Regions from separate parts of the Mus musculus genome. Here all the other regions are linked to region 2. Evidence: chromatin contacts called from public HiChIP or PLAC-seq and promoter capture Hi-C data. All regions are on one chromosome and are shown on one strand. Each heading gives the region's core, a stretch centred on a gene start, on an enhancer-like site or on the middle of the called end of the contact. The rest is flanking DNA. Distances are from core to core; before and after follow the strand shown. Region 1 holds the start of Hdac1 (histone deacetylase 1). Region 2 holds the start of Pef1 (penta-EF hand domain containing 1). Region 3 holds the start of Bsdc1 (BSD domain containing 1). Region 4 holds the start of Fam167b (family with sequence similarity 167, member B). Region 5 holds the start of Marcksl1 (MARCKS-like 1). Region 6 holds the start of Zbtb8b (zinc finger and BTB domain containing 8b). Region 7 holds the start of Pum1 (pumilio RNA-binding family member 1).

Region 1 (3,147 bases), core at 633-3,132, 560 kb before region 2:
CCCAATCTTTTAGGAAGTGGAGATAAGGAGACTTTTCTCCAAGAAATGTATTATCTACAAAAAACAAGAAGAAGAAAAAAAATTCCCAGCACTTGGTGGCCAGAGGCAGACGGATTTCTAAGTTTGAGGCCAGCCTGGTCTAGAGAGTAAGTTCCAGGACAGCCAGGGCTACGCAGAGAAACTGTCTCAAAAAACCAAAACCAAACCAAACCAAACCAAACAAACAAAAAGAACCGAAACAAAAAATGAGGCTGCTAGACAGTGGTGCACCCCTTTAATACTCAGGAGGCAGAGGCAGGGGGATCTCTCTGAGTTCAGAGGCCAGCCTAGTTGGTCTACAAAGCAACTTCCAGGACAGCTAGGGCTGTTAGAGACAGACCCTGCCTTAAAAACAAAACAGAACAGAAACAAGAAGACACCAGGCTTGGTGGCTCCGTCACCCCACAGCACTGGGAAAGACTGAAACAGGAATGTGGCTAACAGTTGAAAGACAGCATAGTGAAAGAGCAATCAGGACCACTGAACCTTCTTAGTCCACTTCTTCAGAATTAAAACAGGCCAGGGTTGTGGCACATGCCTTTAATCCTAGCACTCGGGAGGGGGGTAGGATAAATCTCTTCCAGTAGGAAGCAAACCTGGTCTACAAAGTGAGTTCCAGGCTAGCCAGGGTTACACAGAGGCCATTTCCAAAAAAAAAAAAAAAGTATCAACATAGCTCTTCACCCTCTACAACTGGAGTTATAACACCCTTTTCTAATCCAGCTAAAATTACTATCTGAATTATTTTATACCGACAATTACCAAAAAATATCTGTCTTCTAAATTTCAGATCTAAACAGCCAACCGCCTACTGGCTGGCTGGCTAGATGTCCCCTGAACAACTCAACTGCTATTCCCAAAACACAAATGCTGGACCAAGTGGTGTAAGCCTGGAGTCAAGAGTAAGAAGAAGGGGCTTAATCCAAGACCAGCTGAGTTACACTGTGAGACCCTTTCTCAGATAAAGGTGCTGTCCCCTCCCCCTGCTGTTGGCTCCACTTGCCAGGGCCTGGCTTGTAACTCCAGTTCTTGGGTCCTAAGCACTGACACACAACCTGCTCCTCTCAGGTTGGGCTGAGGCTCCTGCTGTGTTCTCCTCCACCCCACATTCCCTTGTCCCAGCGCTAACACCGAAAGATACCTGTGACATTGTCTAGCTCCCCCTTCAGACGGGAACTCAACACAGGAAATGTGCCTCGATGAGCCCTCCAGCCCCAACAGAAACACAACCCAGGACAGAGTAAGATGCTCGCGCTGGCTCAATGAAAAGTCGTTTTAACAAGTTTCATGCACCTCTCTTCTTGCATCCCCGGGGAGCCCCATTTCCCAACTAGCAACTGCAGGCCCTACTCATAGACTTGGGGGATGGAGTGGGGGAGGGGATGAGTGGCCAGTCCTGCAGAACTCACCAAAAGAAAGAAAGAAAAAGAGAGAGAGTGAATGGGGACAGTGAAAAACCTTTGTATTCTCAGCAGGGGAAGATATCCAGGCAAACCGTCTCCATCATATTCCGATCCCCGCCGCCACTTAGGCTTCCCTCCAGGAATCCCACTCCAACTTCAGGTCGGATTCCCCGAGAATCTCCGCCACCGGGATTACCGCAGACTACCCCTTCCACGACCCCCACCTCATCTCCGGCCTCAGCCTCGACTTCCTCTCTCCAACCTCCTCCTTCAGCCTCGACTTTCCCTCAGCCTCCCCGGGGCTTCAGCCTCCTCCCAGCCTCCTCCCCCAGCCTTTCCCCAACGCCCGGCCCGCGCCGCCCACCCGCAGCTCACCGTCGTAGTAGTAACAGACTTTCCTCTTGGTGCCCTGAGTCTGCGCCATCTTGCTCGCCGCCCGGCCCTCCCGTCAGTCTGTCCGCCCGCCCGCCCGCGGCTCCTTACGGCGTCCGACCAGGGGGAGGGGCCGGCCTCGAAGCCCCGCCCACCCCCGGGATCACCTATAGCCGCACAGCCCGGGCCTCACTCTAACCAATCGGCATGCGCGGGGTCGGGCCCGGAACTCGGCGGGGGGCAAGGGCAGCTTAGAGAAGCCACCGCGGGCCCCCTGGGCCTGTACCAAAGTCCGGCGCGGAGGGGTGGGGGAGACCGGGGGCCGTACCATCGAGTCCCGGGAGAGGGAGTCGGCTCCGTAAACTCTGCAGCCCGCTTCACAGTTGGGAGCGTGTGCAAAGATCAGAGGCCAACTTTCTCGTTTTACCGAGAATACGCCGAGGCTTCCCGGGGAAAGATGCTTGCGCAAGGTCACGCAGCTAAAAGACTAGGTTTGGTCTGGATTAGAACTGGAGAGAGAAATGAATGGCAAGGAACAGAAAGAAAATATCCAGAGGCCTACTGTAGTGGGGCAAGACCTTTATGTGCTCATAAGTTCTGACGGACTTTTCTTTTTTAATGTCAAAGCTCGTTTTCAGTTGGGCGTGGTTGCTATGTCTTTGATCCCAGCACTCAGGAGGCAGAGTCAGGAAGATCTCTGTAATCTGAGGCCAACTTGCTCTCCGTAGTGAAAGCATGTCTCAAAAAATAACAAAACAATTTTACAGGTAAAGCTGAAGAGCTTATTCAGTGTTACAAATTAAATTCCGTCTCCAATTGTACATATTTTTTTTAAAAAAAGACAAAATCCAATATGCCCGAGCACTGTGACAAAGTAACAGAACTTGGTGTTTAGTTTTTAATTTACTGGAGGGAGTGTTGGAGGGAGTGTTCCTATGTAATGGCTCTGGGTGGGGGCGGGGCGATCCATCCAGAAAATTTGGGTCAGGCATGGTGGCAGCAACCATCTCACCTACCCAGAACTTAATTTTTCTAAACTGAAAGCCTAAGTTGTTGTTTGGGGGGGACGTGGGGGTGGGGGGGCGGGGTTGTTTCTTCGTTTGTTTTTGCTTTTTTGTTTGTTTGTTTGTTTTTCAAGATAGGGTTTCTCTGTATAGCCCTGGCTGTCCTGGAACTCACTTTGTAGACCAGGCTGGGCTCGAACTCAGACATCTGCCTGCCTCTGCCTCCGGAGTGCTGTGATTAAAGGCATGCCCCACCACACCTGCCTTTTTTTTTTTTAAAGATTTATTTATTTATTTATTTATTTATTAAGTACACTGTAGCTGCCTTC
Region 2 (3,241 bases), core at 338-2,837:
AGAGGGGTCCTGGAGCAGAGGGGTGGTTGGAACATGGAGCAAAACCAGATGATTGATTATATATACATACATATATATATTTTATTTTCTGAGACAGGAAGGATGAGTTTTGTGGAAATGATCAGAGAATTCTTACGCTGGGCTAGACTGCGACACAGTGGCAGTACTGGAGGGACTGAGAGGAGTGGCTAATGAGCTGGGAGCCATGGGGGGAGGTGTTAAAGAGAGGGTGGGACAGGAGGAGTAGATGTGAGAGGCCATTGGTCTTTATGAATGAGTGTTGTAACCCTGAGTGTGAGAGGCTGTGACTAGTTCATTTTTAAGTTAGCATTTTCCTAAGTTGTATTCCAGAAAACTGTGACTCAGAGAGGTTAAATGACTTCTTCAAGATCACACAGCTAGAAACTGTTTAAAAAAGAAAACGAACAACAGGATCTGCTCACTAACGCCAGTGCTGAGGGGGAAGCTGAGCAAAGAAATAAGCCAGCGGGGCGCTGGTGGGTAAGGCTGGGCCAGATCACGAAGGAACTGGATCACCAGACTTGTCTTCCTCTGCAGGTAAGGATGAGGACCGTGCTTTGCAGACTGTCCTATGGCCAGTACCACGATCAGCAGTGGGACTGTGGAAAGTGCCTGGCTAGATTGAAAGCTCAGGACTTTTTATTTAAAAAGTATAGTGTTGGCACTGTAGATACTGGGGATACAATTATAAGCAAATCAAACACAATTCTTGTCCACATGAGAGTTTTTGTTGTTGCTGCTGCTGCTGTTGTTGTTTGAGACAGAGCCTCATTATGCAGCCATGGCTAGACTGGAACTGTCTATGTATGTATGCTTGCTTCTGCCTGCTGAGACTAAAGGCATGTGCCACCAGGCCCGGCCACGTGGGAATGTAACTAATCAAATAAACATGCAACCAAGTTTAGAACCTAAACCCCAAGAGCCAAGTACAGGAAAGTTGGTAACTTAGGAACTGTGATTTGACCTACAGAGGGAATAAAACCTCCTTGTTGAGACCTAGTCATCTACTGACACTAGTTCTAGGCCGTACTTTGCTGAGGAACTCACTGTGAGTTTAGGTAACTAAGTCATTGCCTTTCTGAGCCTCAGTTTCCCCATACATAAAGATAGGAGCACCGTGACATCTTAATTTTCCTTCTCTTCTGGCGGTCTGACCTTTCTCCACTGTCCACGGGTCTGTTTAGTACCCACGTTCTAAATGGCACCTGCATTCCAGGAAAGGCTTAAGTTCTCAGTAGCCATGGCAACCGCCTGGGCGTTAGAAGTAAAGTGATCACGACAGTGACGTAACTAATATGCGTCAGGTTATAATATGGCCTTGCCAGGTTATAATATGGCCACCACAGAAACAACTGACCAAGTCTCCCCATTAGATAACTACAGCTGGCCAGGCCCGAGGTCCGCTGCAGGTCACGAAAAATAAAAACAAACGAGCCACTACGGTCAACAACACTTCCGGACACTCCTACCCAGCCCTCTGTAAGGTACCAGCTCACCGCCTGTGACTTCCGTTTGTTGACCGGAAGATTGACAGCCTGTCCGTCCAATCACAATCGGACCCGCCCCAAAATCCAACCAGGAGCGGCATTGGGAGCAGGAAACTCCGCCTACCACAGTTGTGTGACGTCATAACCGCCATGGCCAGCTATCCAAACGGACAGGTGAGTTGTAGTGGCCCCTGCGTCAATATTTGGGCTTGTCTATAGATCCGGTACCACTCTCCATCCTCGGCTCTTTCTCCCCACTTGATCCGCAGCCTTTTCACGCAGAGGTTTACTTCAACAAGACTCTGTGTGAGCGAGAAACAGGAGGGCCAGTCCGTCGCGCTCGTTTTACGTCACATAGGACCACTCGAGGGGTTGTTTATATTGCGCAAAACTGGCTTTGGGGGTTTTGCTGTGAATTGATCCGGGCTGAACCGGACCAGGGTGCTTAACTCAGGTCTCCGTGGGGCGGAGTCCTCTGTGCTCTCGAGGCGTTTAGAGCTCTTTTTCCCTTGGAGTCTTTCTGGGCGTAACTTGATAAAAACAAGTTGCCCGACTCTCTCAGCACCGTCCTGCGACCGAATAATCTCGGGACAATCAGTGGTAGGAGGTACCAGAAGTGAGATTACACCCCTCACGGTTGTCCAGCGTCCTTTCACACGTAGGAAAAGTGAAACCCAGAGAAGATATGGAGTTTATCTAAGTTACCAAGTAGTTAGGCAGCAGAGCCAAGGTCAGAACTTGGGTTGTCTGCAACTGCTTCTTCCTTCCTTTCTAGCCTGCCTTGAACCAGCCGGGAACATCATTTCAGTGTGATTTATTTTGTGGCCAGAATTAGGTGACATAGAGGTGCCAAATGCAGTTTTGAGTTAAAAGTGGAGCCAGATCTTTGCCGCATTAGTTTTAAGTCTTTTTTTTTTTTTTTTTTTTTTCCTGATCCAGTTTCCTCTCATAAAATGGACCAAGTAGTAAGAGTCCACCCCTCACAGAGTTATTAGGAAGAACGATGTGATTCCTGTAGGCATATGCTATGCTATACGGTAAAGTGTAACATCACTTTGTAGGAGTTTTCAAAGCAGGCCCCTCACTTCGAAATAATTTGGACAAAATAATCGTCCTGATCACAGAGTAGTTTAAGAGATTAGTCTCATGTATGGAAAGTGGAATGCAAAGTCAAATGGGTTATTACCAAGCTTTGATTGGCCATAGTCACAGACTAAAAGATATTTAAAGGCCTATGTGGTTTATATAGCATTTCTTACATTTACTTTGTGTGTGTGTTGGGGGTGGGGAGAGGGCGGCTACACATGTGCACATGCACAGGAATTATTTTTTTCTCTATCATGTGGGTCTTGGGGATCAACCTTCTTGGGCCTTTCAGCAAGCCCCTTTACCCACTGAGTCATCTTGCTGGCTCCCACACAGCAGTTGGGCCCCCATTGTGCCCATATGAAGACCCTGTAAGCATGCAGGGCTTATTATTTTGACTTATAGCTGAGGAGCAAACCCAGAGAGGCTTAGAGGTCTCACATAGCTGGTGAGGGTGAGGCCAGGGTTAGAGCTTTGAATTCCACTTATTGCATACTTGGCAGAAGTGAGTAGAGGCCAGTGTGGGCTCCAAGTAGGAAGAACTACCACAGCCTGGCTTCCCAGACTCCGCCCCACTTGCTGGGTTTTGTGAGATGTTAATGGGTGCTCTTGATAGAGGATCCTGTGGTTAAGCAAGCTTGGGAACT
Region 3 (2,973 bases), core at 152-2,651, 650 kb before region 2:
TCATTTATCACAGCATTTTTTAGCTTTAAACCTTGTGCATTCGTTGCAGGCAAAGCATGGACCTTAGAAGGGAGAAAGACCACTGGAAATTACTCATTCCATTTTTTCTCCCTTAACAGCCTTATGGTGGTCTACTTTATTTTTTTATTTATTTATTTATTTATTTATTTATTTTTATTACATATTTTCCTCAATTACATTTCCAACGCTATCCCAAAAGTCCCCCATACCCTCCCCCCCACTTCCTTACCCACTCATTCCCATTTTTTTTTTGGCCCTGGCATTCCCCTGTACTGGGGCATATACAGTTTGCGTGTCCAATGGGCCTCTCTTTCCAGTGATGGCAGACTAGGCCATCTTTTGATACATATGCAGCTAGAGTCAAGAGCTCCGGGGTACTGGTTAGTTCATAATGTTGTTCCACCTATAGGGTTGCAGATCCCTTTAGCTCCTTGGGTACTTTCTCTAGCTCCTCCATTGGGAGCCCTGTGATCCATCCAATAGTTGTTAGTTTTTTAGACAGGAGAAATACCAGCAACAATCTTTTTGAAAGTTAGATGGGAGGCCTTGGGGAACACTGGGAGAATTAGTATATAGCTTGTTCCTCAGGCAGGTAAGAGGCTATGGGATCAGGTAGCAGTGATGACCTTGATTACAGTGTAGCCTTCGAGGAGGGGAGTCAACCTCCTGCTGGAGGTGAAGGAGGGGTTTGTGTAGATTGAGGAAGTAGTAGGTAGGGCCACAGGATCTATGTAAATCCCCCTTCCACCACACAATAGACCTCAATTCCCCCCTATCAGTGGGATTTTTCCAGAACACTTTCAGCTAGCGTTTTCTTAAATCGGGCTTAAGAAATAATGTGAATATGTATCTGCCTCTCCAAATGATCCTGGGTGTCATCCCGAGGAGAGCTCTGGATTCTCCCCATAGCCTTACTCTGGCTCTGAGGTCCGCAATCGGAGCTTGCTGAATTAGCCTGCAGCAGAACACCAAGGAGCTGCTACGCGGCTGGCTTCACAAAGGGGGGCGGAACTTAACTCCAGGTTCTAAGAACACAACGTCCCAACCCGGCCTCTCCTTTCCTCGCCTCGCCTTCTAATTGGCGGTCTAACGAGCCTGCCGAAATTGGCCCGGAGAGGCCACTGTAGTCAGGGACTACCGGGAAAGCTAGCGGCTGGTTGGTGGGACCCGAGGACAATCTTACACACCATTGGATCGAGAGTTCAGAGGCGGGACAAATCGCATTTGGGACATGGATTGGACAAAGGCCAGACACATTGATGTAGGGGGGCGGGGACTGGGCGGAGAGTTGTCCTTGTGTTAAGATTGGGGCACGCTCATGGGGGCGGAGCCTGAGGGGGCGGTGCCGTGTCGGAAGTCAAAGGTCGGTAAATAGTGGTGATGTCATGCTGGCAAGATGGCGGAAGGGTGAGCTTGGCGTTCCGCTTTCTGGCGTTGGGGGCTTGGGCTTTTCGAGGGATGGGGTACTGGGCCAGGGGTCCCTGTTGGGGACAGGCTGCCGGTGCGGGTGCGGACTGAGCTGGAAGGGCAGAGCGGAGGCGTGGTGCGAGGGCATGGGGAAGCGGCCGGAAAAGCCTCATCTCCGGCCGGAGGCTGGGCTGGAGTCGCCCGGCAGGGCCGTCAGATGTGTCTGTCTTCCACAGGGAGGACGTGGGGTGGTGGCGGAGCTGGCTGCAGCAGAGCTACCAGGCAGTCAAAGAGAAGGTAAGCCGGGCCAGCACCCTTCCCTCGGCAGGGCACCGCGGCCGTCTCCTTGCAACCAACCCCAGCTAGCCCCTGCTTGGGTTTTTTTGAGCTTCTGTGAGGCCATTTACGAGAAAAGGGTAGAACACCACCACTAACAACATCTTACTCTTAAACAGCAATATTTATTAGAATATGTGACAGTCACTACTCACAGACAGGTTGGGAGGATATAGACCTTAGCCAGACAGATAGTCTTGGGCCTCACAAAGCTCAGTCTGGTGTGGAGGCAGTCAAGCAAAATAGTTGCTTAGTTACTGTTGTGAATACCGGGAAAGGGCAGTCCCTAATTGTCCAGACTAGGGAGTCATGAGCATGCCAAGGAAGGTGTAGCCAAGAATCCGGGTAGAGATGAGGATTGCCATATGCGCTGGTACCTGATGGTGCCTATGTGACTGGTTTACAAAGGGATGAGGGGGGGCCAGAGAGTGGAGACCTGGGGAAGTGGCTGTGATTGTGACTAATGCTTGTCCTTGTCCTAGGCAATGCCAGTTGGTGTTCCTGTTTTATCCCACATTCCTTTATTTACAGGCAGCCCAACTAAGTCGTGGGGTAACTAATTACTGTTTACCTCAAGCAAGTGAAGGGAGTCGTGCTTCAGGGCAGACTCCGAGAGGCTTCTGATCTCAAGTCAGCCCAGTACTTTAGGAACGGTTTTTGTTTGTTTGGTTTTTGGTTTTTTGGTTTTTGTTTTTATTTTCTCCTTGCTCCGGGTTCTCCTGGGAAGCCTCCGCTCAAGCTACAGCTCAGCACATCTGAGAATTCCCTGTGCTGGAAGTTTTATTGATGATGGAGAGGCAGGACTTTACGCTAAGGATTAATATGAGACCTCAAGCATGCAAAGAAAGTGTGCTATCCGGCAGGTGTCCTGTCCTGTGAGGACTCCCCGTGTGTTTCGAGGCTTTCAGGAAGAGACTTAATCTCTCCCTTTAGTTCCTTACATTTCTGGGAACTTGGACAAGTTATTTTGTTGTTATTGGTGGTGGTCGTGGTTTGTTTTATTTTGAGACAGGGTCTCATGGTGTATGTCGCCCTTGGCTGCCCTGGGACCATTATGTAGACCAGGCTGGCCTCAGCCTCACAGAGATCCGCCTCCTTCTGCTTCCTGAGTGTTGAGATTAAAGGCGTGTAGCTTATGACTTGGGCAAGTTTGTTTATCTGGTTTCTTCTTCTTCTTCTTCTTCTTCTTCTTCTTACCTTCCTCACTGT
Region 4 (2,968 bases), core at 379-2,878, 530 kb before region 2:
GCTTTTGGAAACCTAAGTGTGCCCACCTTCCCCAGCAGGTAGCCAGAGCCTCCGGGGTCCCTCTTCCTTCCTTCTTTCTCCCCAGATACTGCAAGAGACACCCAAGTCTGCTGTCAGCAGAGGGTGAAGCGTCTGGCACTGATGTTCATGCGCGTGAGTCCCAGATGCCGCAGCGGTGGGGCCAGAGGCAAGCCAGTCCCAGACTCTAACTCCATCTCCAGCTCAGCCTCATCCAGAAGCTCCTGGTGCAGGTGACAGACTTGGTCCACTTTCAGTCTGTGCAGCCGGGCCCGCAGCCTGAGCAGCTGCCCTGCCAGCTGCCGGTCCTGAGCCCGCATCTCCTGCTGTGACCAAAAGGGGGCGTAAATTTGCTAGATTAGCCTCCGGGCTCACCAGCCCAGCCGCCGGTCCATTTCTGGGAATACTCTTTGCATAGTCCAGCTCGCAATCCCCTTCTCACCTAACTTCATCCGCCTCGGTCTCGCAGATCTTTTTCCGGATGGGTGATTCTCAAGCCAAGCCAAGGAACCGTTAGTATGCAAATATAGACGTCTGGTACGCCATCACAAATTAACTGTGATGACCCGTTGAGCTGAACTGGACATCCTTATGTTTGCACATGGTGGGCTGACAGCTAATATTCAACTCTGCCCTCCTCAGATTATAACTGACAGCAGGGTCGGTTTCTGCTTTTTACTTGACTGTCTCTTCTCTTTAGGGCAGTGGTTCTCAGCCTTCCTAATGCTGGGACCCGTTAATACAGCTCATTTCCTCATGCTGTGATGACTCCCAAGCATAAAATTATTTTCATTGCTACTTTGTAACCGTAATCTTGCCACTGCTACGACTTTTAAATAATTTTAAATATAAATATCTGATATACTGGATATCTGATATGCAACCTGTCTAAAAGTGCTTTTGGATGCCCAAAGGGGTCGAGACCCACAGATTGAGAACCTGTGCTCTACGGTCTACTTCTCCAGATTTGGCTCTGCAAATAAGATAGCGAGCAACTGAATTCCTGGTTCCGTTGTCCTAGGGCACAGCACTGAGGAACTACTGTGGACATTGGTTTGTTCTCATCTCCTTCCAACCTCACAGATTTGGGCCTTTAGAGGGACTGGCTCAAAGACCCCATGCAAGTCCATCTAACCCACCAGACTCACCAGCTCCCGTCTGAGCCACTCAAGCGCAGAATCCATGGAGTCAAAGCCACAGATGGCCCCGGGTCCGACTGGCTCAGGTCTAGCTTGGGCTCTGTACCAAGCCCGGCTCTGGACTCTGGCAGTCCACTCGAGGTATGAGGGCCGTCGGGTCTGCAGTTGAAGCTTGGCAGTCAGGGCCTTCAGAGAATCTAAGCTCTCTTCCTCATCCTCCTCACCCTTCTCTCCCACTGCCTGGAATTTCAGCGGCCCTAGGGACATGGTAGGTCTGTGGTGACCAACGGGACAGTAAGGGAAAGGCTGGCTATTTGGCCGTGTGAGAAGTGAAAGAAGATGAGGTTGAAAAGAATGTGCCAAGAGTGTGTGCTGAATTGAGAAGGTGGGTGAGGGACGCTAAGTGTGCCAGGCTGAGTGAGCAGATGGGTATGTGAGGCTAAGTGTGCAAGAGATGGAATTTTCCTGGTTTGCTAACTAGGGGCCACGTGATGCCCATCCGGGTGGGGGCAGGAGGAGCCCTTCAGATGAATTTTATTGTCTTTGCCCAGATTCAGGTTCCTGGTTCCCAGAAAGGAAGTTGCAGCAGGATAAGAAAAGCATCGTCCACAGCCGGCTTGGCCCTCCTCCCAAGACCCAAGTCAGAGGAGTCAAGGGGAAGAGACAGCTGACTGGCTGGTGCTCTTTCCTCTTTACAGAGCTAGCCCTTCTGCAAGGCAATAGGGTCCAGCTGCCTAGCCTGGGAGTCAGGAGCCCTGGGCCCTGGTGCTACTTTGAGGGGACTTTAGGTAGCTCAGTCACTTCTTGAGCCTCTGTTGTGACAGGTCGGTGACACCAAGTCTTACTCCAACGGCCCTTAGGTTCTGTTGGCAATCACTGAAAAAGCTCTGACTGAAGGAGTTCATCTCATCTCTAATGATGGCCGGCCTAGAACAATGTGCAGGCTTACTATGTAGACCTATGTAGACCAGGATAAGCTTCAACAGAAATTTGCCTCTGCCTCTTTCTCTTCCTCTCTCCTCTTTTCTTTTCTGTTTTCTTTTTTTGAGAGAAGGTTTCTCTTTGTAGCTTTGGCTGGCTTGGAACTTGCTCTGTGGGCCAAGCTGGCTTCAAACTCACAGAGATCCGCCTGCCTCTGCTTCCTGAGTGCTGAGATTAAAGGTGTGTGCCACCACCACCCAGATGTTTCTCAGGTGTCTCTAAACCTCTGTATTGCTCTCAGCAACAAGAGCAGGGCTGGGATTCCGCTCAGTAGTAAAACCTTTCCTAGTGTGCTCAAGGGTTAGGGTTTGCACCAGCAATTAGGGAGAGAGTGGAGGGGTAGGGAAAGAGAGAGAGAGAGAGAGAGAGAGGGAGAGAGAGAGAGAGGAAGAAGGAGAAGAGCGGGGGGGGGGGATAGGGGACTTTCAGGATAGCATTTGAAATGTAAATGAAGAAAATATCTAATAAAAAATTGAAAGCCAGGCGTGGTGGCACACGCCTTTAGTCCCAGCACTAAAGGAGGCTGAGGCAGGTGGATTTCTGAGTTCAAGGCCAGCCTGGTCTACAAAGTGAGTTCCAGGACAGCCAGGGCTATGCAGAGAAATCCTGTCTTAAAAAAAAAAAAAGAAAAGAAAGAAGGAGAAGAGGAGGAAGAGGAGAAGGGGGAGGAGGGAGAGGAGGGAGAGGGGGAGGGGGAGGGGGAGGAGGAGAGAAGGAGAAGAGAAATAGAGCCAGCAGAGGAGCAGTGGCAGCCCAAGTGGAGTTTGCATTCTCTCCAGTGCTCCTTGACTCACAGGGGAGACAAAAAGCAACCAACCCAAAACCTAACG
Region 5 (3,094 bases), core at 436-2,935, 590 kb before region 2:
CACTCCATCTGAGTCCTGCTAGCTAGTACAGGCAGCGCCTGGCAGCACTGTGGGTCTCTTATTGTGGCTGAGACAGAGAGCAGGTCAGAACAACCATCCCTTAGTGGTAACAGGTAGAGAGAGCTGCTGTTCTGTGAGTGACCTGCAGTGGGAACACTGTGACCTTCCCTGTCCCCAAATAATTCTCTTCTTGCTTCTCACCCTCATCTGACAGCCCCATTTCTCAATAGGAAATTCCTAAGGGTTTTTTTTTTTTTTTCACCCTATGCTGCTACCGGTAGCTGCTGTTTTCTTGGGACACGTCACTTTCCTCTTCTGAGCTGGGGGTGAAATGAGAAGACAGTCCTGTAGCATCAGAGTCAGGGTGGGAATGGGCACAGGAGTAAACACAGAATGTGGACACCACCTCATCCCGCTATGGTCACATCTGTGTGCAGTTCCCTGATTTCTCAGGCCCTGGGGTTGTTTGCACCTTACAGCTTCTGGTCTCCCAGGAGGCCTCTCCTAGGACAGAGGGACATATTGGTTGAGCTGTTCAGGACATCAGCCTTTCTTTCACAACCTTCGGCTTCCTCTAGCCTGAAGCCTTTCCTATTGGGGGACAAGAGGAAGTAGCTGTACACATCGGAAAACATATATAGGCTCAGCCAAGGACTCTGGGATTCTAACTGGCCTACCTGGTCCAAAGAAGGAAACAGAGAAGGACCAGGTCTTCAAACAGGGTAGGTTTGGGGGTTTATCCCTAATAGTGTGCCACAGTTGTGGAAGAAATCCAAACGATTCCTGTCACATTCAGGAAGGGGTATTTGGAGTCTGTTGAGCCTCCCTGGCTTTATGGTACCTACCTATATGTGGAAGTCTCAGTGTATGGTCACAGACTCGAGGGGAGGGAAGCCAGGCCTAAGTCAGGTATACTTAAACATCTCTGCGCCCCAGGCTCTTTGCTTACAAAGGGGGATGAAGATGCAATGCCTTCTGGTCAAAGACACACACACACAAACACACACACACACACACACACACACACACACACACACACACACGCACACACACACACACGGCAGTGGGGAGACAGAGAGAGACAGAGACAGAGACCTGGTGATGGATTTAGGTTGTGAGGAGTAAGAGCTGCCACCAACAGACTGAGAAAACCGACTTGTTGGATCTCCATTTTGACCTGAGTTAGGTCAGCCCCCCAGGGTGGCCGCACAGCACATAGACTGACAGGGACGTGGGTGGGACTTGAATTCTGGCCTGAGGGGGCGCCGAACTCAGGGTATGTGTGTGTGTGTGGGTGTGTGTTTGTGTCCGGGCGCGTGAGTTTTGGACAAATTTCTAGAGTGTAACTCAGCACCAGCCGTCTGACGAGTCTGGACATGTGAGCCCTTCCAAGAGTTCAAGGAGCCAGTGTAGAACCAGGGACTGGGGGCCTCTCCACTGTGAAGTATGAGTTAGGCTGAAAGTGGGCTGGGGATGACTGAGTGCTTCTTCATCGACGGCCTCCTCCCAGTCCATCTCCCGGACCGACCGGGAACCTCTCTCATTTCCACACTGAACCCTACTTGCCCCTGGTCGTCCCAAGTGATGGGGGAACCAGACAGCTTGGCACTGCCCACTGCACGAGAGGAACCCGGGCCCGACCCCGCCTCCACCCCGGATTGGGTGCTCATTTAAATGTCCGGCCCCGCCCCGAGCCTCGGGCGCGTACATATAGGCGGCTCGGCGGGCGGCGGGCGGCATTCTGGCGCGGAGCGCAGCAGCAGTGGGCGCAGCTAGCGGGTCGGCTGCGGAGCGGGGGTGCAGTGCGCTTTGCCCCCCGTACCCCTCCCCCTCGGACGCAGCCCCACCCCTCTGCCCGCCGGGCCGTCCCAGCCGAACTATCCCCTGCGGCGCCAGCGCGGGGCGGCTCCGGGCGCCCCCAGCAGACCCCCATCATGGGCAGCCAGAGCTCTAAGGCTCCCCGGGGCGACGTGACCGCCGAGGAGGCAGCGGGCGCTTCCCCCGCGAAGGCCAACGGACAGGTGAGTGCGCTCGGAGCGGCGGATCCCGGCCCCCAGCCCGCCGGCCTCGCCCCCTCTGGGGCCCAGGGCCGGGGCCGCGCGCTTTGTCCGGCCCGGGACACGCGGCGCCCCCTCCCCCGCCCGGTCCCTTTGTTCTCGGCGCCGCAGCCCCCGCGGGCGAACGAGGGGAGGGGCGGGAGGGGGCGCCGGCCGGGCTCGTCGCCTTCTTTGTTCGCGCCCGGCCCGCGGGCGCTGCCCCCAGGCCGCCCCGAAGGCCGCGCGGGAACAAAGGCGCTGCTAGGCCGCACCAAGGGGGCGTCTAGGGCCGTGGGGATGGTACTCGGCGCCCAGGGCGCCCCATCTGGAGCCCCGATCCCGGCAGCCCGCGGTGGCTTTTGAAGCGGTGGGGAGCAGAGATGCGGGGAGACTCTGGGGTGGGTGGGGGCTGATCACACAAAGCGCAAGCCTGGGAAAATAGGCCGTCCAGGTGCGGGGAGGCAGCGCCCCAGGGCTGCTTCCCGCCCAGTAGTGCTGGGCAAGGCTGGCCCGCCGGCGAAGGATCCAGGCCCGGTGAGGTTCCGCGCGGAAAATAGAGAGCGCGCCCCGCGGGAGGGGGGTGGGGGCCCGAACCCCAGCGCCTCCTGCTGGCTGCGCTCGTCCCTGCGCGCCTGTGAGGGGTGAGGGTGATGTTGGATGGGAGTGAGGCCAAAGCCAGACTTGGTTGCCTTTGGATGTCGGCGGTGGCCTGCGAGGGGCCAGAAGCGGGCTGGGGGAGGGGAAGAAGGGCCCGGGCCCTCACTGCTGTCCCCTCTGCCCCGCAGGAGAATGGCCACGTGAGAAGCAATGGAGACTTAACCCCCAAGGGTGAAGGGGAGTCACCACCCGTGAACGGAACAGATGAGGCAGCTGGGGCTACTGGTGATGCCATCGAGCCAGCGCCCCCTAGCCAGGAAGCTGAGGCCAAGGGGGAGGTCGCCCCCAAGGAGACCCCCAAGAAGAAGAAGAAATTCTCTTTCAAGAAGCCTTTCAAATTGAGTGGCCTGTCCTTCAAGAGAAATCGGAAGGAGGGTGGGGGTGATTCCTCAGCCTCCTCG
Region 6 (3,069 bases), core at 320-2,819, 670 kb before region 2:
CAGGTGTCGGGAACACACCTGTAGTCCCAGCCATGGAAGGATGAGGCAGGAGCATCATGAACCCAAACTTGGTAAATAATCAGTCCATAGTTAATCTAATCAGCAAAGCTGGTCTCGGGCATGCTGGTCCCTGGGCTGTGCTGAAAACCCCTACTTCTCGTTGGAAAACAGCTTAGCACTGGCCTAACACACATTCATGGCACTCTGAATCTACACACGATTCCAATTCAACTCAACAGTCACTAAATACTGGAGCAGTGAGATGGCTCAGCAGGTGAAAGCACTTGCTACCAAGCCTGCTGGGCTGAGTGTGACGCTCAACACTCACATGGTGGAAGGAGAGAACCAACTCCTAAAAGCTGAACTCTGACCTCCGCGAAAATATGTACACACACAATAAATAAATAAATATATAAATAAATACAGAAATGTAATTTTTAAAAATTAAAGCGAAGCTGGGCAGTGGTGGCACTTGTCTTTAATCCAAGCACGGAGAGGCAGAGAAGCAGAGAGGCAGAGGCTAGTCCCATCCACTTGCCGCTGCCTCTCCAGTGCTAGGATTACAGTATTCATCAGCACTGTATGTCCAGCCCCGTCTTTCTGACAACTCTCCTCCATCCAGTTCCACCAACCTGAGAATAAAAACTGCTCTCCAATGACTAGTATGACTAGAATTTCCTGCACATCATTCATTTCGAAGCACTAAGAAAACTACTTGACAAACATTCATTTTAGGATCATACTAACACAGTGCAGAATATTTTCATTTTTCAGAGAGGGAATCTGAGGTTCAAAGATAAAGCTACACGTCCAGGATTTAGAACCCATATTCTACAGACTCCTGAGAGGCAATCCTTAGCCATTGTTTACCGATCTCCCCAAACCCTCTAACAGGTCTAGCAATAGACCGGGAAGTCACTCCCTCCTCTGGCCCAGGAAAAGGGGAAAAGAACTAAGAGTTTTGCAGGGGTAGAATTTTTGACCAATTGCCATCTTCGGTTCTTCTGCTAAAATGCTCTCAAGACACCGGGAACATTCCATCCAGAGTCAGACAACCTAAAGAGGCCACTGGAACCAGGTAATTGGCACAGTCCCTGGTGTCTGGGTGTGAAAACCGAGGCCTTGCCTCTCGCAGGTCTTCCCGCCGGCAAAGTGACCACTGCCCAAGCGGACACTGGCCCAGCCTGGCCAAGCCCTGGCGCCTGGGTATCCTTCAGGATCAGAATGAGCAGAAGCCAGAACTCCCACCTGAACCGTGAGGGGGTGGGTCACCCACAGCCAGGGAGGGTGGGCATATGCCTCGGTGTCCACCCACCCCACGCAAGAAGAGGGAGGGTCTACCACTGAGAGCGACTCTGCGCAGCCGGGGTCCAGGGAGTTACTGGGCCAGGCGGTCCAAAGCTGGCTGAGGACGGCAACCGTCCCTGCTACCTGCACTCTGTCCCCTGAGCCAGCCTCCCGAGGTGCCCCTAACTTTCCCCAAAACCAAAAAAGCCGCGGCGCCGATCGGATGTTGTGTTCTCACCTGGCACCGGGTTCCAGCCACCTCCAGCGAGCTGAGAGTACTGACACGCCCCCTTTCATTCACCTGCGGCCCTCCAGTGAGAAGCGGGGAAGATGACCAATGGTGGGAGATCTTGGGCTGATGAAGGCGGGCCCTTCAGCCAGCAGGTCCGTCAATGGTCCGGGTACCCACCTCTGGAGGATGCGCTCTGAAGACTCCAGCGTTCATGGGGTGATGGGAGTTGTGGTCTTGTTAGTGTCCGAGACTTTGGGAAATAATCCACTATGAAAACCAAGTTCGAGCCAACAAAAGTTTCTTTATTCAAAAAACCGGTATATTAGGAAGTCGGCTGGGTTCTGGATCCAAACCGTGTCAGGGAGAGTCAGAACAACCTTTTAAAGCAAAAACAAAAACATAAAAAACAATAACAAAACAACAACAACAAAACCCACAGATTAGGTAGGGTAGGGGCAGCCAATCGGGTGCATGCATGCTGTATTTCAACCGTTTCTCACACCTGACATCTTAAGTGGGTTACTACCTGTCAAATACCTCAGATGGTTTTCTTGATAACTTGCCCTGGATTGAGGCCAGCCAATCAGAGCCTGTGTAGCGGCTGCTGGGTTTCAGACCGGACTGGGTGCTAACCAGCAAGGCATGGGGTAGGGTAATGTGGACCTAAATTCCTGTGGGGCGCCTGGAGCCTGAACCCATTTCCGGGAGCTCAGCTGTTTCTTAAAATTTAGCCTAGTACAAGATGGAGACTATGTACAAGATGGGGTCTCTGAAGCTAAAGTGGCTCCAAGACTCTCAGCACTCTGTATAAAAGACAAAACTACATGTACCAAGATGCCCAAAGGATAAGAAGGAAAAAAAAAAAAAGCAAAGCCCTATTTGAGGCTGGAGAGGTGGTTGGGTGGTTGAGAGCATGTTCTACTCTTGCATAGGGCCTGAGTTCAGGCTCCATCCACATCAAGCTGCCCACGACCACCTGCAACTTGAGCTCCAAGGAGTCTGAGGACCTCTGATGACCACATACACACAGGAGGGCGTTCGAGCACGTGCAGGAACACACACTGTTTGTTTTGTGGTGTCACACATTATTTATTTACTTTTTAAATTATTATTGCATATATGTGAGTGCACTGTCACTGTCTTCAGACACACCAGAAAAGGGCATCGGATCCCATTACAGATGGTTGTGAGCCATCATGGGGTTGCTGGGAATTGAACTCAGGACCTCTGGAAAAGCAGTCAGTGCCCGTAACCACTGAGTCATCTCTCCAGCTGTTTGTTTTTAAGCTATGAAGTGGCAATAGGCAGGATCATGAAGAAATTCGACTTCTTTCTCTCCTAGGTTTGGTCAAAATGTCAATGAATCTACATTTGCCTTTACCAATTTCTGATTTCTTCTGGAATCCGTGTGTGTGACTGATAAAGCCGACCAGAGAGGGCTTCAGATCCCCTGGAACTGGAGTTATAGACAATTGGGTGGTACCACGTGGGCACCGGAAATGAAAGCCGGGTCCTCTGTAGGAACAGCGAGTGCTCTTTACCGCCGAACC
Region 7 (2,998 bases), core at 9-2,508, 560 kb after region 2:
TATCGAGACCTGGTGGGGGGGGATGTAGCTCAGTTGTTTGGTAGGGTGTTGCCTGGCATATGTGAAGTCCTACATTTGGTATGTCTGTAGTAACAGAAGGAAGGTATGGAAGTAGGCTCAGGGGGTCAAGGTAATCCTTAGCTACACAGTGAGTTTGAGGGCAGCCTGGCTCTATGACACCCTATCTCAAAAACAGAAATAAAAAAAAAAGCGAGGTGGTGGTGGCATAGGCTGTTAATCCCAATACTCAGGAGGCAGAGGTGGGGATATCTCTGTGAGTTCTGAGGCCAGCCTGGTTTACAATGGGAGTTCCAGAACAGCCAGGGCTACACAGAGAAACTCTGTCTTGAAAAATCAAAAAGAATTTAAAAAGCCTAAAAAACCTAAAAAAAAAAAAAAAAAAAAAAAAAAAAATTGAACGGTTCTTGAAGGCAGAGACAGGTGGATTTCAGTAGGTTAGAGAGCAGCCCAGCCAGAGCTACAACAAAAGACCCTGTCACAATAAAAACCAAACCAGGGCTGGAGAGAGGGCTCATTGGTTAAGAGCACTGACTGCTCTTCCAGAGGTACTGAGTTCAATTCCCAGCAACCACATGGTGGCTTACAACCATCTGTAATGGGATCTGACACCCTCTTCTGGTATGTCTGAAGGTAGGACAGTGTAATCACATACAAATGCATCTTTAAACCAACCAACCAATCAACTGAAATGGAGTGCTTGCAAACACCTCTGGCTTCTAGTTCTCAGCTTAATTTGCTTAGTTTCCATCTTGATATTTCTAATGACCTTTGAACAAGGGTCCTGCCATTGTCATTGCGCTCCAGATCCTGCAAATTAGGTTGAGGTCCTGCCCTCCATCAGCATGGTCGTTCTGTTGCTCTTTTCTTTTGTATGTTACACTGGGGAAACGAGGCAGGAAAAGATGCAAAAAGGCCAGGAGCCAGAGGGCTAGAAGGGGTTCGAACCCAGACACTGGCCAGGCTGTGCCAAGGTTCAGGCACAGCCCCAGGTTGGCGTCCCCTCCCCCCCACGGCAGCCCGGGCACTCCGTGCGCGCTCCCGTGCCTCCCACCCCGCTCCCTCCGCGGCGGCGGCGCGCGCTCGCCCCAGCGGGCGGGCACAGCGGTTGTGTGGCCTGCGAGTTTCCCCGAGTTCACACAGGCCCTGCCGTTGGCATGGCAACCGGGCAACCTGTTCCAGAGCCGCCCGCCCGCCCGCCCGCTCCGCACACGCCGCTGCCACCGCCGGAGCTGGGGCCGGCGCCGGCGCCGCTCCCATGATGCACCGCGTCAGCCCAGTCCCCAGTGGGCCGCCATGTTGTCGGAGTGAAAGGTAAGGGGGAGCGAGAGCGCCGGCGAGCGAAGATCGGGGGGCCGGAATCCATCTTCATCCTACCGCTCCGCCCGTGAGTATCCGCGCCCCGGTGGCCCCAAACCGTGCTCCGAACCCCCAGCGAGCCGATGCGCCTCTCGTATTGGCGTTTGGCAGCGGTTGGCGGGGCGAGAAAGGGCTTAGAGACGCCGCCGGGCCTGGCGGAGGCACCGCGCTCGCTCCGCTCGTACGTGTTTGGGAGGCGGCAGCGAGGCCCTATTGTTATCCGCGAGGAGGGGGTGGGGAGCGGGCCGCGGCCGGGGCCCGGCTCGCCCGCGGCTGCCGGCGGCTCCGTGCCTCCGTTCGGCCCTGCCGGGAGTCCCTAGAGGTTGGTGTTGCCGTTCGGCTCGGCTTCTTTTTTTTTTTTTTTCCTTCCTCCCCTGCATTTATTTATTTATTTTTTGGATGGATCTGAGCAGCCCCAGGTCCTCTCTTGTGGCCGCGGAGTGGAGATTCTGTGGTCCCGCGGGCTCCTTGGACTTGGCTGGAGCTTCCGTGGCAGCGCCGAGGGAGGAACAATACAAGGCTTTAGAAAGCGGGCGGTGGGCCACGGTCCTCGGGCGAGCCCCCCATGGTGGTGGGGGAGTGGGCGATCTTGCAAGCCTTGAAATATGGAGAGGTGACCATCAGGAAGTTTCGGATCGCTTTTTAAGCGCCTGGGTTCCTTGTGGCCTTTTGTTTCTGTGAGAGCTTGTGTGTGTTTTCCTCCCCCTTGAGGAGGGGGTGTTCTTCCTCTCTGATCCTCCCTGTGTTGGTGTGCTTCCCTCTCCAAGGGGCTTTCAGCAGGTAGTAGGACAAACATGTAGATAGCTACACAGTGCTACAGTTTCGGTCCTCACGAACGCGGTGGGTAAACATGGGTCATTTGTTTGACTCGTCAGTACCACTCCCACGTTAAGGGAGGAACACTCCAGTAACTTTTCTCCAGTGAAGCTCACCCCTCTTCCCAAGAGCTCCCCTCCCACATCGCGAGGAACTCCCACATAGATGACCAGAGAAGGCTTTATCCCCACCATAACTTTGAAGGATTGTTCGTTTTCATTGTGCAAATTACGATAACGCTTCGTTACACTTGATCATTTTGCTCACCCCATTAATTACTGGGATTATTAAGATGATTTATGAGGGCTTTTGGGCGTTCAGTTTTTAAAGCCAGTTACTTCTGAAGGTAGGATTGTAGCTTGAGCTGTTTGCTTTGGTGTAAAAGTTACTAATGTGGCTCTCCTTTTAAGATAAGCAGCTTCCTTCAGGGTTTTTAGTAAACCATTTTGACCCTTTGCTCATTGTAACTTTGTAAAACACTAGGGGCTGCGGATCTTTATCTGAAGGTTTGGAAATACTGGATTCTGAACTTCTAGTATTTTGTCTTTCCACGCTTGAGTTCATCTTGTCTAAGGCCACAGCTTTTTGAAGTTGGGATTTGTTTAGTTTGAGTCTGTGAACTGCTTTAAGATAAATTTATGTCCACAGAAGGTTTGTTCAGTGTAGTAAAAATAAACACCTATCAGCCCTGAGCATCTTAGTGAATGGAGATAGATTAAACCATGCTGTTTTGTTTAAAGAAAAGTACTATTAGTGATATTAAAAAGAAAAAGTAAAAACAAACTCCACTGTGATCTTGACAGTG

The links. Promoter capture Hi-C pulls out the DNA fragments that hold promoters and counts their contacts. HiChIP or PLAC-seq counts read pairs in DNA pulled down with a chosen protein or histone mark. Capture Hi-C pulls out chosen DNA fragments and counts their contacts.
Region 1: a promoter capture Hi-C map of liver shows a contact between it and region 2, with 2.2 times the contacts expected there. The contact joins the promoter of Hdac1 here to the promoter of Pef1 in region 2. A contact is called at or near these places in 1 of 39 promoter capture datasets (the C10 cell line), 1 of 15 datasets of contacts at CTCF or cohesin (large pre-B cells), 4 of 115 datasets of contacts at active chromatin or transcription factors (bone marrow-derived macrophages, large pre-B cells, memory CD8 T cells and 1 more) and 1 of 9 other capture datasets (liver).
Region 3: a promoter capture Hi-C map of pre-B cells shows a contact between it and region 2, with 4 times the contacts expected there. The contact joins the promoter of Bsdc1 here to the promoter of Pef1 in region 2. A contact is called at or near these places in 3 of 39 promoter capture datasets (liver and pre-B cells), 3 of 484 Hi-C or Micro-C datasets (CD4 T cells, liver and natural killer cells), 1 of 115 datasets of contacts at active chromatin or transcription factors (thymic regulatory T cells) and 2 of 9 other capture datasets (adipose tissue and liver).
Region 4: a promoter capture Hi-C map of hippocampal neurons shows a contact between it and region 2, with 2.1 times the contacts expected there. The contact joins the promoter of Fam167b here to the promoter of Pef1 in region 2. A contact is called at or near these places in 3 of 39 promoter capture datasets (hippocampal neurons, liver and pre-B cells) and 5 of 115 datasets of contacts at active chromatin or transcription factors (bone marrow-derived macrophages, embryonic stem cells, epiblast stem cells and 2 more).
Region 5: a contact with region 2 is called in an HNF4G HiChIP or PLAC-seq map of pancreatic cancer cells. The contact joins the promoter of Marcksl1 here to the promoter of Pef1 in region 2. A contact is called at or near these places in 3 of 39 promoter capture datasets (liver, neutrophils and pre-B cells), 5 of 115 datasets of contacts at active chromatin or transcription factors (bone marrow-derived dendritic cells, embryonic stem cells, large pre-B cells and 2 more) and 2 of 9 other capture datasets (adipose tissue and liver).
Region 6: an H3K27ac HiChIP or PLAC-seq map of double positive thymocytes shows a contact between it and region 2, with 3 times the contacts expected there. The contact joins the promoter of Zbtb8b here to the promoter of Pef1 in region 2. A contact is called at or near these places in 3 of 39 promoter capture datasets (liver and pre-B cells) and 1 of 115 datasets of contacts at active chromatin or transcription factors (double positive thymocytes).
Region 7: a promoter capture Hi-C map of erythroid cells shows a contact between it and region 2, with 5 times the contacts expected there. The contact joins the promoter of Pum1 here to the promoter of Pef1 in region 2. A contact is called at or near these places in 2 of 39 promoter capture datasets (erythroid cells and hematopoietic stem and progenitor cells), 2 of 484 Hi-C or Micro-C datasets (CD4 T cells and embryonic stem cells), 6 of 115 datasets of contacts at active chromatin or transcription factors (the 230-238 cell line, differentiating embryonic stem cells, embryonic stem cells and 3 more) and 1 of 9 other capture datasets (adipose tissue).

What each region holds. Positions count from the first base shown.
Region 1 is chr4:129,540,764-129,543,910 of GRCm38.p6, forward strand. Hdac1 (histone deacetylase 1) reads right to left here and starts at 1,883. Exons shown (of 14, transcript NM_008228.2): 1 at 1,818-1,883. The coding sequence starts at 1,866.
Region 2 is chr4:130,105,969-130,109,209 of GRCm38.p6, forward strand. It overlaps Pef1 (penta-EF hand domain containing 1), which reads left to right and starts at 1,588. Exons shown (of 5, transcript NM_026441.4): 1 at 1,588-1,682. The coding sequence starts at 1,659. Gm40258 (a long non-coding RNA gene) reads right to left here and starts at 2,150. Exons shown (of 2, transcript XR_868200.3): 1 at 1,633-2,150.
Region 3 is chr4:129,460,278-129,463,250 of GRCm38.p6, forward strand. It overlaps Bsdc1 (BSD domain containing 1), which reads left to right and starts at 1,402. Exons shown (of 11, transcript NM_133889.2): 1 at 1,402-1,428; 2 at 1,665-1,725. The coding sequence starts at 1,418.
Region 4 is chr4:129,576,952-129,579,919 of GRCm38.p6, forward strand. It overlaps Fam167b (family with sequence similarity 167, member B), which reads right to left and starts at 1,629. Exons shown (of 2, transcript NM_182783.2): 1 at 1,167-1,629; 2 at 1-344. The coding sequence starts at 1,424. The coding sequence ends at 114.
Region 5 is chr4:129,511,896-129,514,989 of GRCm38.p6, forward strand. Marcksl1 (MARCKS-like 1) reads left to right here and starts at 1,686. Exons shown (of 2, transcript NM_010807.4): 1 at 1,686-2,021; 2 at 2,822-3,094. The coding sequence starts at 1,935.
Region 6 is chr4:129,439,249-129,442,317 of GRCm38.p6, forward strand. It overlaps Zbtb8b (zinc finger and BTB domain containing 8b), which reads right to left and starts at 1,570. Exons shown (of 4, transcript NM_153541.3): 1 at 1,526-1,570.
Region 7 is chr4:130,662,063-130,665,060 of GRCm38.p6, forward strand. Pum1 (pumilio RNA-binding family member 1) reads left to right here and starts at 1,259. Exons shown (of 22, transcript NM_030722.3): 1 at 1,259-1,405.